Regions from separate parts of the Cricetulus griseus genome. Here region 2 is linked to region 1. A link is a contact called in public Micro-C data. All regions are on one chromosome and are shown on one strand. The core of a region is the stretch at or near the end of the contact, and the rest is flanking DNA. Distances in the headings are between cores, read along the strand shown. Region 1 holds the start of Stk39 (STE20/SPS1-related proline-alanine-rich protein kinase). Region 2 overlaps Stk39 (STE20/SPS1-related proline-alanine-rich protein kinase).

Region 1 (6,001 bases), core at 342-2,841:
ATCATGTTTTCTTACCATGTCTAAAGGCTCCCATGATCAAAAGTCAAGATATGACTTTCTATGAGAAGTAGGGGGCATGCTCAATTAATCTTTCTTGCTTTCCTTTAAAAGCAGTCCTTAAAAGTTCTTTGGATAGGAGCAGCTCATGCATTGGTAAACAGGGCAGGCAGGGCTTGTGATGAAGAGCCGCCCCCCACCCCGTGTTCATCAGAGGCTTAGATTTTGTTTATAAAGGAGTGTAGTCTTGACAGCAATTAAAATGAATATACTTGCTTTTTAAAAATAGCATATCTGCATAAAAGGAAGCACACATTCTTAGTTAAACGTGCGAGTTGCTATATCATAACTCTTCCATAGTGTTCTAAACTTACCATCAGTTTGCATCACTGTTTTCACTAGACAACTGGTTCTTCTCCTAGCAGAAGTCGACGTTTCTTCTGAATTATCTTATAAAAAGTTTAAGATCTTTATTCCTTTAAGAGTTTGAGGGAGTATTACACGTGCTTTGTTCTTTCTCAAACTTTGCTGCTCCCTGAGACCCCATCAGCCTAAAGCCAGCCACAGAACCAATAAGGCTACTGAGTCACAGCAGCATTCCAGCCAGAGACAAGAATCATTTCATCGTGGTCACTCTGTGAGGGAACAGAGTTGAGCATTCAAATGTGACACCTGCAATTAGAAGATCTCTGGTTTTGCCACAGCTATTTTAAAGATGAGGTAATTTGGGGAGTGTTGAAAAAGCAGCATTTATTTAAAACTTTCCATTGCAGTTCATTTATGACCCAGCAAGTATCCTTATGTTCTGTCAAAGAAACTTGCTAGCTGGTCTCAGGGTCTTAAAGGGTTAATGTGACTGTTCATGTATTTATTTGTACTTGGTATTGAACCTAGGAGTTTATTAGGCAGGCACTATACCACTGAGCATGGTATTAAGTACACAAAAGGTGCTGGGGGGTGGGGTGGGGTGAGGTGGGGTATAGAACCAGGAACCTTAGCACACTAGGCCAGCGCTAGGTTATACTCCTAGCCCTTCTCCACTTCTTGTAAATTCACAGCCCCTGACATCTAAGTGGGATTTGAACAAAAGAACAAGCCAGGGACTCGGGGAGTCGGGTTTCATTTAAGATCAGCCCCGCGATTCCATTCCGCAAGGTGCGAAAGGGATACTGCGAGGTAAAGCACCGGAAAGTTACAAGTCGGGTTATATTTTAACCGGCGTCCTACAAAACCGACGCCGTGTAGGTGTCTCACTCGCTAACTTGTAAAAGAACTCCAGGTTCCTGAGCCGGGGAGAGTTAGCCGGCCGAGAACCTGGCAGCCGTTCAACGACCCCGCCCTCGGAGTCCCAGGGGGGCTTCTTCTGCAGAGCGCGATTGTCTAGGGCGGAGGTGCCGGGAGGGCACGAAGGGAGTGGGGTGAGCCCCGAAAACACCCCCGAAGCCGCACGCCTCTTCGCTCCTGGAAACTTCCCCGGCAGCGAGCAGGGCGGGAGGGGGCGGCGGTTCCCCACGGCGCCGAGAGCACCGTGCGCGCGAGGTTCGGGCGCGCGGCGGGCGCGCGGCCGCCGCCTCCTCCCGTCCCGCCTCCGCCGCGCAGCCTCCTCCCTCCGCCCGGCTCGGCCTCCGGCTCCCTCCCCTCGTGGCAGGCTCCGGCGGCGGCGGCTGCGGCGGACGGGGAGGGCGTGCGCCGGCCGAGAGGTGTGGGCAACGAGGCTAGGGAAGTTTCGAGTGGAAGGTCGTCCGTCCGCCCGCCGGCGCGTCCCCTCACTGTCCTCCCGCAGCATCATGGCGGAGCCGAGCGGCTCGCCCGTGCACGTCCAGCTTCCCCAGCAGGCGGCCCCGGTGACAGCAGCGGCCGCGGTGGCGGCCCCGGCGGCCGCGACATCAGCACCGGCCCCGGCTCCGGCGGCGCCCGCAGCTCCGGCCCCGGCTCCAGCGGCGGCCCCAGCCTCGGCCCCGGCAGCTCAGGCGGTCGGCTGGCCCATCTGCAGAGACGCGTACGAGCTCCAGGAGGTTATCGGTCAGTGAGGAGGGTGCTGCGGGGCCGGTCCAGGCCGGGCTCCGAGACTGGGCGGGAGTGGGTGCGGGATGCGGTTTTCCTGCCTTCCTGCACGCCCGGAGGCAGAGCGGCCGGCTTCGGGGCCTACCGGCTTCAACAGTTATTTTATTGTATTTTTTAATTTTTAATTTATCCCTTCCTTCTCTGAGCGCGGCTGCTGCAGGAGGTGGCGCGGCGGATGTGACTCGCACTGCAGACGAGCTGCATGCTGCAAACTTTTATCTCCGGGATCGCCGGGGCGGTGGAGCTGGGACCCGGTAACGCCGCATCCTCCTCCCTCCCTCCCCCCGCCCCGATAAGCTCGGGGGCCGCAGCCCGTGGCGGGTGACCACGCGGATGGGCTGCTGGGGCGGGGTGGGGATGCGGGGGCGCCGCCCTGGGCTTCCTCGCCCCCGCGCCGCGCCGGGTGCAACGCGTCCTGGGAGACCCTGCGGGCGCAGCGGCTCCTGTGCCTCCTGCCGTGACCTATCGGTGGGTAGCCCGTCCACGTAGTAGCGGCGGAGGCCCAGGCTCCTGCCCAGGCCAGGGAGGATGCTGGCCTTCTGACAGCCGCCGCCGCATGCCGGTCCTGAGACCCGGCTCTGCGCGCGGTGTGCCCGGGTACCTGCCTCCCTCCGTGCAGGCGCGCCGCCTGCTGCTAGCCCCGGGGCCGGACAGCGGGCGTGCGTGCTGGCTTCCTGCCCTGTGCCGGGCGTATCTGCTGAGATGAAACTCGAGGCTGTCCGCGATCCGCGCCCAGCCTTTCGGTGTCTCCTAGGCAGCTCACTAATATCATCTTATCTTACATTTTTAAATACCTGGCAAAGTCGAAAGGGAAGAAGCCGGCGTTTATTTCTTTGAGCCAAACACGTGAAGGGCTAGGGGATTGTGTTGTCCTCCAGCTGAGAACCTTACCTACAAGATGATTCAAAGTTAAAAGTTTTGTCAGTGAGCCCTGCTGCCAGGCAAAGTGGGCCCCCCCATCATGTAACCATATGAACTCCGTAGTGGGGTTGTTGCTGCCCCATAGTCTTGATATTTAAGGAGAGAGAAAAAAAAAGGATTCAAGTTATCCTAGTTTTTTTCCTTCACTTTAAAAGGTTTCTTGATTTTTCCTACTTGAAAAATTACAATTAGTATAATTTCACTGGGCACTCAAAGGAGCCACTTTTATCTCCCGTGTGAATGAGACCGCCAGAAATGCATACACGTATGTATGTATGTATACATCTATGTTTCACAGGCAGAGGTGTGCCCACCAGCGAGTGTGTAGTGATGGTGTACGTTGGTGTATGTAAAAGAAGCAAGTAGTCCTTATAGATATTTGTAGACAAGGTTCTTTTAGTATATTTCATAATTTTTAGCTGAAGACTCTAGGGATGAATCATCATGACACTGTCAGGGTTTAATAACCCCAGGAGCTTTCAAAGCCCAGAGTCCTTAGTGAAAACTGTTTTTGCCTGCCATGTAAGTCTTTTCACTCTGAACTTCTTTGCTGCCTCTCCTGTTTGTGCATTCTCCCAGCGATTACTCTGGGTCTCTGCTGTCCTACAAAGGCTCTGGTGTTCACCTGCCACCTTGGCAGGCTCTACCCTTTGAATGCCTACCATACATACACACATGGACACACACACAAATACACATAACATATATTGATGCTGATGAGTGAATCAGGGACATTACTACTGAGGTAAGGCTTCCATCTCCAAGGGGTCTCCTTTGCCTAGAGAGTCTTCCCAGAAGCTTTGGTCATAGTTTGGTGGGCCTTTCTGCCCCTCTTTTTTATATACTCCATAGTCTAATCTCATAATTTTTAATTGCTAGTTGAGGTCTTAGGGCCTTCCAAATTCCCTGCATTTTGGTGTCTAGTAGCAATACAAGGATAAATAAACAATGGTCCCTGTCCTTAAGGACTTCATGAGTTAGGAGACAAGGATAAATGGTCCTTTAGGGTGTGCTGAGTGAGGCTGGGGTGAAGGGAGGCAGATGCTCTTCAGAGAAGAGTCAGATAGGATTGCCTACTGGTTTTGAAGTCTGAGTAAGGGTTTGTAAAGTGCTTGATTGTTTGTGTAGCTGCTTTCCCTAAGAAACAGTGGATTCCCCTATTTACACCTCAGAGTCAGTTGGTCTCTTCTCCCATGCAGGTTTCCTTAGGACCAGAACAATTTACATATAACTAATTTATATTCCTATGTGGTTAATCATTACGGTTAGAATGTCAGCTTTGACTTTGGAAACAGTATTTTGAGTTGGCCTCTTTTGTGAACTAAGGAATAAAATCATTTTAGTTTAAGTTGGATCACTTGCCAGGCCTTCTCTGCTTGTGTTAATGATGTTAATTATGGTTGCTCAATTTTAGTGAAGACGAAAGAAAAAAGGGAATTTATTTACCTGAGGAATTCAAGAGATGAACCGGCTTATTCCATGTTGGTTTTACACATTTGTGATGTGAGAGGGCTTTTGTATGCTTTATATGGATCTCATGTTTTCCCATCTAAGAGATGGCTATTTGGAAACCCCTGTTATTGAAAAATTGCTGGAATAGGGTTTTTCAAGGACTTAAATGTTTATGGAGAAATACAAACCCATTCCCATTTGGCCTCTCATTCTGGTTGAATGATTCAGAGTGAGTTTGTGGTTAAGCACTTTGCCTTAAACATTATATTCAAGAGGTTAGCAGTACAAATACCAAACCCATTTGGAAGTCAGTGCCTGTCCCTGCCATACAGCAGGTGGCCTAGGAGGTGACTCCAGCAGTGTGAACCACAACCAGCAGGAGGCTCAGCTGTGCCAGAGCCTAAAGCCCGGGAGGGAGGGAGGAAGGGAGGCAGGCAGGGTGCTTCAACTTCCAGCGTGGCACAGAGCTCAAGGGCCTTTCTTCTGTTTCCTGCTGGGAGCAGGACAAGGCCTCGGGATTAGGAGAGGCTAAATAAGTTTTCTAAAATCTGAACAGACCAGGTTCAGTTATTTAAGTTCTTCTGTTGTAGAAAAACAAACAGAGGGTTTTCCAACTCTAAAAATAAAGTTTTGTCTTTGTTGCATTGCTGTTCTGTTATAAAAGCCATGGAGAAACTATAATGCTATTAGGAGTAATCTGGTTCAGAAGTTCAGGCATGACCTAGAAATCATGTCAGATCTGTCAGAGGGGGTTGGTTTTACCACTAACGGGGGTGGGGTGGGGTGGGGGTGGGGGGGAGACGTGGAACTGTTGCGTTCCTGTGTCGGGGCATTTCGGATCATTCTGTGTTCTTATGTACAGATCTCCGTTCTCTGGAGAGGGTTTCAAGTCTGTTCATGATCTCTAGCTTTCTTCATGTCCCCTTACCCTTCAGTTGCTTCTTCAGAAGCATGAAGGGCACCTCAGTTGTGCCGAGTTTGTTGGTGGTATTAATAGTCTCTCCTTGACTCTTTAAACAAAGAATAAAAGATGAATTATGTAAACATTTACTTGGGCATCCGTAATAGGATGGACAACCTCAGTGAACTCTCCTTGACAGGGGCGCAGTGTTGGCAGTATCAGTTTCCGAATCTGAATCAGGTAATTCCAGCGGTCCTCTTATCTCCCCTCATTTTCCACTGAGAAACAACAAGTAGATCACTGCTTTAGAATGTTGGTTGTCTTCATCTTATTTGGTCTTGTCAGGAGAAGCCTTTTTCCTTTACTTTCCTTTTTTTTTTTTTAATTCTTTTAATTTTGCATTTGAGATCACCACGTTGCTTCACCCCCCCCCTTTTTTTTCTTTCCCCATGGTGGTCATTTAGAGTGATCTAAAAGGAACACTTACCTGCCATGTCAGGCAATAGAAAATAAATTGACTGTTTTGACAGTGGATTCCTCTGCTCATTTGGTTACGCTCTTCTGAGGCTTTGTTTATCTGTCTAGGCCTCTAACATTTTGCCAAGACCCAGGTAACAAGGCTTGCGGTCACTTGTAGGAGCATTAGCTTCTTCTAAATTGATGTCT
Region 2 (6,003 bases), core at 2,962-5,461, 110 kb after region 1:
GGTTGCTATGCTCTACACTCCACTGATACCATAAAGCACATCCAAAGGCTACCAGCTAACTTCTGATTGGTTCCTTGCCACATGGATGGTATCTAGCTTCCTAGTGATTGGGGCAAGGTCAGGCAAGTTGGAAGGAAGATCAGCACATGTTGCTGAGTCAGAGGCCTACATCTTGTTGGCTCTTTTGTGCAGCCTGTTATGGCTGACAAAGCAGGGAGCTAGATGGGGGTCTGGTCTCTTCAGATGGATGTAACTCAAAGGAATTGCCAAGGACCAGGATGCCAGAGATACCTCTGTCAATAAAGACTCAAGGAATGGACTTTGCTATTCCTGCCTGCAATTGTGCTCTGAAAGGAACCCTGTATGTGGACCACAAGCATCATATGTAGAGGCAGCACTAGGAATGCTAGGGCCTATTGAGACCTGTGGAAACATTTTAGTGAGGCAGGAGGTCCTAGTTGGATCTGGAGCAGTGACCAATGGTGCAGGAGAAGAAGGAGTTGATAGTTATGGGTTTTACTAAAGTGGTTTGACTTCATTATAGAAGGAAAGAGTCTCTTGGTAGGCTTTTAAGGAGGCCTGGGGCCTGTGACCTAGGACTCTTAGCAAGAAGTAATGGTGGCTTAAACTGAGGAGCTGACTCTGGGGAAAGAAAAGTAAATGGACTCAAAAGGTTTTAGAGCCCATTGTTACCTAGATGACAACATTTTCTGGGTAGCTTTACCCATATTCTGCAAAGGAACAAAGGTGAGCTGGCTGATTCCATGTATAGCATTTGATGCTTTGTTGCCAGAAAATTGTGCATGATTTCTGAGAGTATCTGGCTCCTATGAAAACCTGGCTTCCCACTTTCCCACTTTCCTGTCCTGGTCCCCCCTCCCTGCTCCACGCCACCACCATTCCCACCATCACATGTATACTGTTGAAACAGAACAGCATATACTGGCTCTCCTGTTTGTATTAGTACTCTGTGTACTTTTGTCAAAGGCTTTGTTCCCAGAACAAGTGCTCTGTGTACATACCAGCCTTACCTAGAAAGCCAGATGAAGCTGTTCTGCAGTTGTGGTGGTGAGTAGATGTTAGGCTTGGTGTTTTCTGCTTCTGGAATTTTTTTTCCTGAGCTCAAAAGACATTTCGCCATCTGCTTTTGACTTTAAAGTAGATGTTCTGAGCCGGGGCTGTGAATAAGTATGTGAATTTCAGGTGAACTACGGACGATGCATTGAAGAGGCATTGTCCATGTGTATCCTTCTCAGGGATTTTTCTAGCTTTTCAGATGTATCCTGCAGGCAGGTAGAATCCCGAGACATTGAAAAGTAATAGCTCTAGTTTACTTGGCTCACGGATTTAAAGCCTTTAGTGTGAGAACCTAAGTTTTTCTCAAAGCAGCCTTTATCCACATTGTTATTTATAGGTAGCATGTATTTACTTAATATTATCAATTTGTAAGATCATTTTAATAAAAGCAAAGCGTTGATTTCTTTGTTCAACTTCATTTGGGAAATATGAATTAAATTGAAATTTTTATTTTTCAAAGCCTTAGAATAGTCCCATTCTCTAGCCATCGGTAGTAGGCATTTGACAGTTCACTTGGCTCTTCTGTGAGTTACTGCAGTGTAGTCATTCAAAGAATTTTAGAGTAGGACCCGTACATGCCAATTAAATTGTATGGCATTTTCGAATAAAATGGTTTTTCATTGCAAGTAGCAGCTGGAACAAAGATGCCATTTTTCAATTTATTTACTTGTAACTGATGTCCTGTTGGGGACTGAATATGTTTAAATGTAAATAAAGTCAGCATATGTCCACTTACGGGACTAGTTACAAAGCTCCTAAGTCACACCGTGCACAACAGCGCTGCAGATCTAAAGCAAACCCCCATATGCTTTTGGTGTAGGTTTTTGCTTGAGGATGTTCTTTGTAATTGCTTGCACCCTAACAGTCAACAAAGGGGACCAGCAAAAGACAATTATATCATAGTATGCTGCCTTGTGCTGTGTGTTGGCTACCCCCCCCCCCCCCCGCCCCATTTTGGGCACACAAGGTCTTACTATGTAGCCCTGGCTGGCCTGGAGACTCGCTATGTAGCTCTAGGTGGCCTTTGGCTCCCAAGTGTTGGGATTAAAGGCACACATTACTCCACCCTGACCTTTCTGTCTGCCACTTCACTCTCCAGGGATACCTGGCGTGGCTGTTAGCAAGAAGTATTATAGTCCAGAGCAGTTTTTTTTTTTTTTTTTAAATTTATAAACGGCACGTACTCTATATGCAAAAATACACTTGAGGATGCACGCATTAATAAGCAGATGTTCACTGCTGTCCACTACAGAAATTATTTTTGCATATTTGTCTATATGCATGTACAATATACCAAATTAATCTCACATATCAAATTTCTAAATATATGGTAAGGATTAGGAAGAGTAATATGGTTTTGGCCAGTGAGAATGGCTCCACTGGGTAAAAGTGCTAGCTGCAGAAAACTGAAGGATCTGAGTTTGATCCCCTGAACTTACGTGTAAGAGCCTGATATGCTGGAGTGCATCTGTAATGCCAGTGCCAATGGTGAGGCAGGTGGGTGGCAGACAAACACCTGCAAATTTGTGAGCCAGCCAGCCTGTGTTATGCAGCACTACAGAAACAGCAAGAGAGATACCTCTGTATGGTGGAAGGAGAGAACCAACTCCCGAAAATTGTCCTCTGACCCGCACATACAGGTGCACGAATGTACACAGACACATGCACTCATGTACATACACAATCATAAATGATACAAAGGAAGAGATTATTTTAATTCTGCATACCATTCCATCTGCGCTTATGAACATTATGCAGGAAGCAAACTTTGGGGGTGGGGGAAACCCGGTCTTTGATGACTCAGCCTTTCCTTTGTGTGGTGGTTGCATGAGGACATACTAGACTTGTGAATTTTGTGTTCCTGGTGTGTGGGTTTGCTTTTAGGATTTTGGCCAAGGTATTAACATACACTGTTTAGTTTAGGACATGGTGATATGGAATGGATTCATTTTTCTTTCCTTAAGAAATTGACTTTTGAACATCAATAATTTAGAATTAAATGGGCTAGAAAATCACAACAAAAATAGAAAAATAACTATATTACATTCTACTCTTTCTCCAGTTGTGTTCTTGTTAGTGATTAAGAAAAAGAAAACTTAGGTAAAGGCTAAGACATTTCATATTCAGGGCTTTTGAAATGTGTTGATGCTTTCATTGGTATGATATTTTTAAAAATGGTGACTTTAGTACCTTTTTAGTAGAAGATGTCATATGGTATGGTGAACTTGCTGGCCCATTACCTCTAATAGCATTTCTTCAGCATAGATGATAGCAGATGACTTATTTCTGAGACAGCTTCATGGACGTGTTTGCAACTATTCATCACCACCCCAGGGCCCACCGGGGAGAGATGGGATGAGTTCAGAATTTATAAGCCACACAGAACATAAAATAAGGTTGTTTTTTTTCTTTCTTTCTTTCCAGATTTTGGGGTCAGTGCATTCTTAGCAACAGGGGGTGATGTTACACGGAATAAAGTTAGAAAAACATTTGTTGGCACCCCATGCTGGATGGCCCCTGAAGTCATGGAACAGGTAAAAAAAAAATATATATATATATATATATATATATATATATATATATATATGCTGCCTTGATTGTTGTAGTACAGTGATACATGTCATTGATAATATGTACACAGTGTGTCTAATTAATCTGACATAACACACGTCTGATGTCCTGTAGTTGTAACATTTCATTTCAGTCAGTCATCACAGCAAAATGTATCATACAACTTAGATTTCAATTCTGGATTGCCAGCGAGCCGTTAGCAAATTACGTTGACATTTTTTTCTGTGTTTAGCTTTGGGTATCTAACGTAGTAACAGATGTAACCATGTGCCACAGACCTGCGGCATCATTGTGAGTGCTCTTTCCTTATCTCTCTCTTCTCAGGTGAGAGGCTATGACTTCAAGGCTGACATGTGGAGTTTTGGAATAACTGCCATTGAATTAGCCACCGGAGCAGCGCCCTACCACAAATACCCACCAATGAAAGTAATGACTGCCGGGGTGACTCGTCGGGTTGGAACTGTGATGGGGGTGCATGGATTCTTTGGTTCTCCTGAACATGCTTATTTTCCTCTTAGACTTGTGGGAGTTAGTGGAGGAATGCAGCCAAGTTGAAGGCTGACTCATGTTCTCATGCCCCAAATTAACAGAGGTAGTGCCGTACGCACCCTGCTTTGCGACTCTCAGTACAGAGTTGAACAGATTCATAGCTCCGACTACGGACTCTGAAAGAGCAGGACAACCTCAGGTCTCCCAACAAGGTGTAAGAAAGTTGTTAGAGGGCTATCATATTTGCTGATGGATTTCAGGCTGCCTTTTTTCTCCTTTTTTAAATAAAGATAGTATGTAACGTTTCAGCCTTCGTGTACAGTGTGGTGGTGTGGCTCATCTGATATGAGTGACTCACAGTGTTTTGAAGCAGCATATACTTTAGGGGACTATTTTCAGGTTTTTGTTACTCTTTTATCTGCTCTACCTCTGAGAGGGGTCACAGCATTTTTCATTCCCCCAGCCAGACTTCGTTTAGAGGCTGCAGTTATTCAGTGGAAATTACGGAGATATTCCACCACCAAAACTCTATGCTTGTTTTGTTTTTCATATTTTAAGTTTTAGAAAATTTAAAAGAATTAAAATCTGATGGCACAAAGGTTCCCTAGTCACACTGTTTTAAACAGTGGGCAAAGGGTAGAGCTTAGGAAATGCTTAGGAAATGTGAGGTTTTGGTTTGATGCCCTGGCTGTTTTCCAACCTCTGCCTCCCAAATGTATTTTCTTATTGTAGAAAACGTGGAAGTACAAATAAGAATCGCAAGGGAGAATAATCACCCACGATTTCACCAGCCACAGATAATCTCTGTTAATGTTTTAGTGTTGTTAATTTGCTATTTTTCTTTTAAATTAGTTTTGGTGATTATGCCCAGGACTTCACCCGTTCTGAGCACAAAGTGCCGTGGAGTTACACCCTTACCCTGTTCTATTTTTGTGCAAATGTTTAATACAATTAAGATGTCAATGATATACTTAATGCATATATGTGCATCTCTTTATCTCTAAGATTGTTCTTAGTAGAAACTTTGAAACTGAAGTGTAAACCATAGAAGAGATTTTTATGGAAAAGATACTAGAGTAATTCAGAGAAGTTTGTCCTTTATCTGTTTTTTTTTTTTTTCTACTTGTTTATTTACTTCCCTATCTCCACTTAGTTTTTCCACCTGAATCTAAAGAGGCACTTGTTAATCTCAGCTTGAAGTCCTCCAGGACTTTCTCAGAGTTCACAGTAGCCCACATCCTCCTCTTGGCTGTTGTCCTCCACAAACAACAGTTACTTCTATCATTCATCTATTCAGGTGTCTCAAGTGCTTGAAAGGAGTCCTGGCATGTATAGAATTTGCATAAATTAGGGCTGATTTATGCATTAGGGAAGTCTGTTCATTTTGTAGGCCAATAGTGTGCTATGTACTCACTCTGCTTGTTTTTGCAGTAAATGATTCTTCTAGTATGAAAGAGTTGAATTATTGCCTTTTGACTTGAAGCTGTAGTTTGTTTTGTCCCCTGCCACATAGCACAGCTTTTGATATGATTATAGTTTTTTTGTAACTCATAATTATATTATGCCCACCAGTATCTTATTCTTTCAATTTTTACCAAGCCCCTTTAGCAGTTTTCCCATTTTGTTTTCTCTTTAAGAGAAAATCACGTTACCTCCTGGGATGCTGTGGTTTTATTTTTAGGGTTGCTAATATGTTGCAGGAGCCTTGAGTACAGCGGGTTCTGTACTTATGAATGGCCTTCACACTTGAATGTCCTTTTCTCTCCCAACCACCAACCACTCTTTCCCAACCAGCCTGTGCTGCAGCAAGTGTTCCCTGAGGTCCTGTGAGAGCTACTTCCCAGAAAATTCTTTCCCTGTGGCTTT

Evidence for each region. Hi-C and Micro-C count contacts between places; a contact is called where the count stands out from the background.
Region 2: a Micro-C map of the CHO-K1 cell line shows a contact between it and region 1, with 4 times the contacts expected there. The contact joins the enhancer-like site here to the promoter of Stk39 in region 1. A contact is called at or near these places in 5 of 8 Hi-C or Micro-C datasets (the CHK-Q cell line, the CHL-YN cell line, the CHO-K1 cell line and 1 more).

The regions. Positions count from the first base shown.
Region 1 is chr6:106,733,662-106,739,662 of CriGri-PICRH-1.0, forward strand. It overlaps Stk39 (STE20/SPS1-related proline-alanine-rich protein kinase), which reads left to right and starts at 1,592. Exons shown (of 18, transcript XM_027420256.2): 1 at 1,592-2,019. The coding sequence starts at 1,785.
Region 2 is chr6:106,838,135-106,844,137 of CriGri-PICRH-1.0, forward strand. Stk39 (STE20/SPS1-related proline-alanine-rich protein kinase) reads left to right here. Exons shown (of 18, transcript XM_027420256.2): 6 at 3,502-3,611; 7 at 3,973-4,074. Among named protein-coding and RNA genes, the nearest start is that of Stk39, 110 kb to the left of the region's middle. Within about 2 kb of position 4,212, at least 2 of the 6 cell types and tissues checked have open chromatin away from gene starts, as enhancers often do. A contact at or near this core is called in the CHO-K1 cell line and fibroblasts, where this site is marked.